Regions from separate parts of the Anser cygnoides genome. Here region 2 is linked to region 1. A link is a contact called in public Hi-C data. All regions are on one chromosome and are shown on one strand. Each heading gives the region's core, a stretch centred on a gene start, on an enhancer-like site or on the middle of the called end of the contact. The rest is flanking DNA. Distances are from core to core; before and after follow the strand shown.

The links. Hi-C and Micro-C count contacts between places; a contact is called where the count stands out from the background.
Region 2: a Hi-C map of liver shows a contact between it and region 1, with 2.0 times the contacts expected there. The contact joins two enhancer-like sites. A contact is called at or near these places in 2 of 7 Hi-C or Micro-C datasets (both in liver).

The regions. Positions count from the first base shown.
Region 1 is chr3:9,729,759-9,732,752 of Taihu_goose_T2T_genome, forward strand. The region is part of intron 2 of SPTBN1 (spectrin beta, non-erythrocytic 1); the gene reads right to left. Among named protein-coding and RNA genes, the nearest start is that of SPTBN1, 66 kb to the right of the region's middle. Within about 2 kb of position 1,688, at least 1 of the 3 cell types and tissues checked has open chromatin away from gene starts, as enhancers often do. A contact at or near this core is called in liver, where this site is marked.
Region 2 is chr3:9,933,864-9,936,850 of Taihu_goose_T2T_genome, forward strand. It overlaps PSME4 (proteasome activator subunit 4), which reads left to right. Exons shown (of 48, transcript XM_066995422.1): 11 at 606-871; 12 at 2,468-2,654. Among named protein-coding and RNA genes, the nearest start is that of PSME4, 36 kb to the left of the region's middle. Within about 2 kb of position 1,423, at least 2 of the 3 cell types and tissues checked have open chromatin away from gene starts, as enhancers often do. A contact at or near this core is called in liver, where this site is marked.

The DNA of each region.
Region 1 (2,994 bases), core at 438-2,937:
GAGCGCACCCCACCAGCATGCACATGCACGGTCAAAGACTTCACATGTCAGGTGTCGTTAAGCCCTGCCTGTTCTCCAGGACAACTCAAGGCTGCTTTTACTAGAAAGAAATGTGTGCAATGAGGGACCAGTGGTAACACGGCTGGCCCCAGGCACAGAGGGTGAATAAACATTTTTCTCAAGTGGCAAAGAGCATCGTCAGCTTCCATGTGCTGGCAAGGATCAGTGCAACTGCCCATTAGGAGCAACTGTTCTAGTAAAACAGATTTTTATCATGGGGATTTTATGCTATCTCCTATTAGTTATCACTATTTACTTATTAATTTTTTTGGGGGGGAGGAGGCAGAGAGAGAGAAGATTCAGTAGTGTGTGAGTAGCAATGGATTTGTGGAAAAACACGTGCCACAGCTTCCACGTTTCCCATGGTGAACGGCCTCCATAAGGACTGAGGGGACAGCCACAAAAACCACGTCCAGGCACAACCCGCACAGCAGCTGCTCCTGGAGGCTACCTGGGCACCTGCAGAAGGGGCAGTGGCCAGGATGTCACCTAGGGCACAATCGAGGAATTGTCTACAGGCACTGTCACTTGTCTAAAACAACTCCCTTGTGCTGGATGTGAAACCTCTCTGGTCATTAGGTGTGGCCAGGAGCACGAAATGCAACTCACGCCCTACAGGACAAGTGAAGCCTGCAGAGACAACAAAGGAAGGGGTGCAAATCACCTCTGAGAAAGCAAATGTGATCCCCACCATCACGGGTAAAACAGTTCCTGACACTCTTTCCTCCTCTGGGCTCCAAATCAGAGCCTCAATCAACCAGACTTTGGTCACTTAACCAAAGACCCACCACATACCGCAAGGTCTCCTCTGCGGCCCCAGCCCCTCAGTGCAGTGCGAGAGGAGAAATGCTACCCACAGCCCCACTTGGGGTGCTGACACCGCTGCCCCAAGGAATTTCCTTTATTTAAGCTACTTGCAACACTGAGCACTTAAAGGTAGGGTTAGCCCAAATTATCTAATTCCCCAGTGCTCAAGAATATTGTAGAGGTCACAAGTTCAGAACCAAACTGATGTCTGACGTTTCCAGACACCTCCCTATTTATTCAGAGCTGTACTGAATCGTCATTCCGTAACGACTATGACTCATGCAATCAAATTACAGTCACATCCGCAATTTCAGAGCAATCTTTTTCATTATATTGCCAGACAACCTGGAAAAGCTGAAAAGAGGAACACACCCTGAAAAAAAGGCAGTTGCACTACCAGAGTAAGTCTAGTTTCCCTGGAGATAACCAAGGAAAGATATTACACGAGATGCAGAATTAATAATTACCCAAAGCAAACTGTAGTCAGTTGACTGCAGATGAGACAGCCATGTTAACACTCTCCTGTTTTTCCTGGAACCAAATCATATTCAAAAAACTGGAAGCAGTGCCTGGGCAAAACAAACACTTGGCTTTTTTTTTTTTTGGTAAGGGGAAAGGAAGGACTGAAACCAGCGTATGGGGCCAGCGTGGAGAAGCTGAACCCCAAGAGGAGCAGTTATTTGAGAAGAACAAGGAAGCAGGCCTGAATCTGAGAGAGAAGATCTCCTGAGAGAGGACTGAGCCATTGTGTGGGTTCACTACCCTTGATGGGTCTCCCTTGGCTTAGATCATCAGAGAAGGGGGCTCTGCAGATTGACTGGCTTCCTGGAGAGTTTGCCAAGCCCTTGAGTTAAATGTAGGTATCTTTCCTACACCAGAGAGTTTTTATCAAGAAAAATCTGGGCAGACAGCATTTATTTTGTTCAGAAAGACTCAGTCTCTTTGCAACAAGGCTCTGTTTCGTTCAATCTTCACAGACGTACGGCCACCCCTGGCTTACGATTAGAGTCCTGTGGTAACACAGATAATCTCTGTACCTTGGCACCACACCTTATTCACTCTTTTGCATGTTTCTCTAGCTATTCTACCCGAAAACTCAGTTCTGATAAAACTAAACCAGACAGACAAGAAAATCCGAAACAAACAAAACCCAGCTGCCCAAGCCCACACCGAGCCTTGTGAACATTCGCCTTGCCACTGTGACAACACCCAAGGCAGAGACGCTTGCAGTCTCTGCAAGGAACTACAAACCGATTCCTGCACAATGCCATCTGGGATGATACTTCTGCTTGCTAAGGCAGAGAATACACAAAATTTGTAAATGAGAAATCATATTTGTGACCTTCCCCCCGAGCTCAGCAGAGTTTTACTGAAAGCCGTGCAGAACTGGATATTCTACCAAAGCACAGGTCACACACAACACTGACCCTGTCAAGTGCAAGCTTGTCCTGCCAGCATAGCTGGGCCTGTGCTGCCAGGAGTTCCAGCTCTTGTTTTTTATGAACAAACCCGACTTGACTGAACACGGCATTATCTACATTTCCAGTCATCTTGGGGAAAAGGCCGCTCGCTAATGCCAGACCTTTCACAAGGCCTCTGAGAAGCCATGAACACGGCCTCTGGACTCTGCCACAATTTCTGCATGCGTGCCAGTCTGACTGCGCCGCTCCCCTTGAAAACTGAAGGGCCTTTTTCTTTAAGCTTCTTTCTAAGGGAAACAGTGGGGCATTCAGCCCAGCTAGGGAGAGCGGTTAATATTAGTTTGGCTACAGTAGTTCTCTTCCAACAAAGGCGGCTCTCAGCCCGGGATACCCTCGTTCCAGCAGCAAGTGTACAAGGCCTTTGTGTTAACGTGGGCTCTCCCGGCCACCGTGACCTCAGGCTCCACATCAAAGTCACAAGCATGAGTGGTCACCGTCCTGCTTGTGTTCCTTCCTCTGAAAGGGATGGAAGGATTCTGCTGTGTGCATTTTTAAGAGCAGCCGGCGATTTTAGACTGTCCTTACATGCCCTCCTTAATTGCCTTCAGGCTGTCGTGGAGGACAGCAGGGCCAGGACTGCCTCAGGTGCGAATGCCAGCTCCAGTCTGGTCCCTGCATGACTGAAACGCGCTGGAAGGCACACCAG
Region 2 (2,987 bases), core at 173-2,672, 200 kb after region 1:
ATGATATACAGCATCAGTGTTACTTGCGTAACGTAGGTAGAACTGAATACCCTTTCATATTCTTGTTCTGTGATTTCCAAGCTACTAAAATCTGTTTTTGATTAACCAAAAGGATTTTTATTGCATATCTAGTCTGATGAAGCCTGCCCTTTGCTGGTGTAGTCTTCTGCTAGAGAATGTAAGAATATTCCCGTGATAGCTGGTAGAAAATATAGATTAAAATGACTGGACTTGTCTAAGCAGTGTCAAAGGAGCTGTCTTGTCCTAGAGTAGGATATTCACTTACATGTGAATGACCAGAGAATGCTCTCAGATGCCCTAATTACTGGTAAATAATCTTGATTCTTGACTGTGTACTTTGAACATATTTCTCATAACTTTTTTTTAATAAAAGGCATAGTGTTCACAGAGTAATTTCTAATACTTTGGGAACTGAAGTTTAATGACTTTATGAACCTTGTATTTTAGAGCTCTTCTGAGTTTTCATGTATTGTAGCTGGGTAGCTTCAAAATACTGATTTGTTATTAATTGTGTGTTGAACAGTTAGCAGCTCGGGTTCTGCTACTGCCAAATGACTGAATAGCATTTCTCATATATTCAACAGAACAAACTGATGAAACTACTTCAAAGGTTACCCAGTGGTGTTGTCAGAAGGCTGCACCGTGAGCGCTACAAGAAAACGACCTGGTTAACTCCTGTGCCTGATAGTCATAAACTTACTGATCAGGATGTTACAGACTTTGTAGAATGCATTATTCAACCTGTTCTTCTAGCTATGTTTAGTAAAACTGGAAGTCTGGAGGCTGCTCAAGCTCTGCAGAACCTTGCACTGATGCGTCCTGAGTTAGTAATTCCACCTGTACTTGAGAAGTAAGTTCCCCCCTCCCTTCCTAACAACAAATACTCAAAGCACTCAGATGACAAGCAATTTTCTTGCTGCAAATGAATGCTTGCAGTGAGAGGAATTGCTAAAGTAAGGCTAATACGTACTACTGGGCAATCACCTGAGAGGGAGTGTGGGAAGACTATTTTTTCTGTTTTTGTTTATTTTTGAAACACCTGGCTAATGGTATAGTTCTGGGAGCTGTCAATAACTTGTGCAATATAGGGTAGCCCTCAGGTTGTTTGTGTTTTGGTTATCATTTTGTCACTTTGATAAGGGGTGGATTGGTTTAAAAAGCGACTTTGTACTGTTTATTCATGAGCCATGTTGTGCCTTCTCATCCGCTTTCTGTTTGGGCCAAATACAAATGGTGGTATTGCATGTTTGTGTAGTGAGTGTGCTTTGTACTTCTGTTCTGTGTCAGAGTATGCATGTTACAGATTGTTTAAAATTAATGTTGTTGCTTTTGACTTCATAAGCAAATCGCTGCAGTATGTGTCCATATAAAATACTTGGTTTATACTATTGCTAATTCCTTGGTGCCTGAAATTCCAAAAAACTAACTCCTTCCTGCCCCCAGTGCTTTCCCCCAGTGCTGCCCCCAGAAAGCTTTCTTCCTAGTCGCTGTCCATGTTCTGCTTCCTGAGCAGTCCTTTACAACTTGTGTTGTATAACCAGTGGAGAAATTAATTTGTCTTGAGAAAAACCCTTCCTGAGTTCCATACCTTACTGACTCAGCTGTTTATAACATCTTGATAAATCCGCTCTTGCATGAAAATATTTCAAGCATAACATTTCTAACAAGGACAGCAGTGGACGTCAGCATTAGGTATGACGACTGTTTCTGTTTTGAGAGCAGACTGAACTTCTGCTCAGTAGATAAAGCTATCACTGGTATGTTTGCCTTGGCTACAATTCCAAATTCATTTTGTTGAAGAGATGTAGGTCCTTTGTACTTGGATGTAGGGCAGGGGTAGCACTGACTCTTGTTTGGACTGTAGAAACTCTAGGAAGTGTTACACAGTTTGCTGAAAAGTACCTAGTGTGAAAAACAGAGGTTTAGAAATGCCAGTAACTTAACAGGTTTTAAAATAAAAAATGGACTTAGTAACATTAAGCAATGTATCTCTTCGCTGTTCAAAGGCAGTTGAGAAGTTTTCATGCTTGCCACAAGAACTTTACACTTGCAGATACATAGCTTGCATTAGTTCATGTAGGTGCTGCTAATAATATAATGATAAAAGAAATGCCTTTTTGTTGCTAATCCACCATAAGTTCGTCCGTAAAAGCTGAAACAAGCAGAAAGTCACGGCTTTGAATCTAGGAGCCCATGGAATTACTAATTTCCATGCCACAACTGCCAACAAATTACTTGATCCTGAATTTGTGAAAGCAGCACTTTCTAATAAAGCAATGTTAAGTTCATTGAAGAAAAGATTACCAAAAACAGTTCTGAACCATTGATAAGCTTTTTTTTTCTTGCAGAAATTTTGTACCCTTTCTGTAGAAAATAAAGATTCATTTTTCTTTGAAAGCTTCATAAACAGCATTGGTCCTAATACGATTGTTCTTGAACCTTGTAGAACATATCCTGCACTTGAGACATTGACAGAACCTCATCAGCTCACCGCTACTTTAAGCTGTGTAATTGGAGTAGCTCGTAGTCTGGTATCTGGGGGGAAGTGGTTTCGTGAAGGGCCAACACACATGCTACCTCTGCTGATGAGAGCATTGCCTGGGGTGGATCCAAATGACTTCAGCAAATGCATGGTGAGTGTACAGGTCTTACCTCCTCTTAGAATATAGTTAGCTAATTGGTTCACTCTGAAGGCTCTCATGAAAGCAAGTAAAACTCGTGTTGTTTTTTTTTTTAAAGATAAAATAGATGTTCCAGAACTGGTAGAAAATATTCCTTGCCTTTAAAAATAAATAGAATTACTTGTTATTTATCGGTAGGTTTTTGCTAAATTAGGTCCCAGAAACCCACACCTTCAGGAATGAATTTTCATTGAGTGTTCAAGCAATTTAAACATCAGTCTCTTTTAACTTCAAAATTCAGCACAAAATAAGTGTTGTTTTGCACTTATTTTTATTACAGAAAAT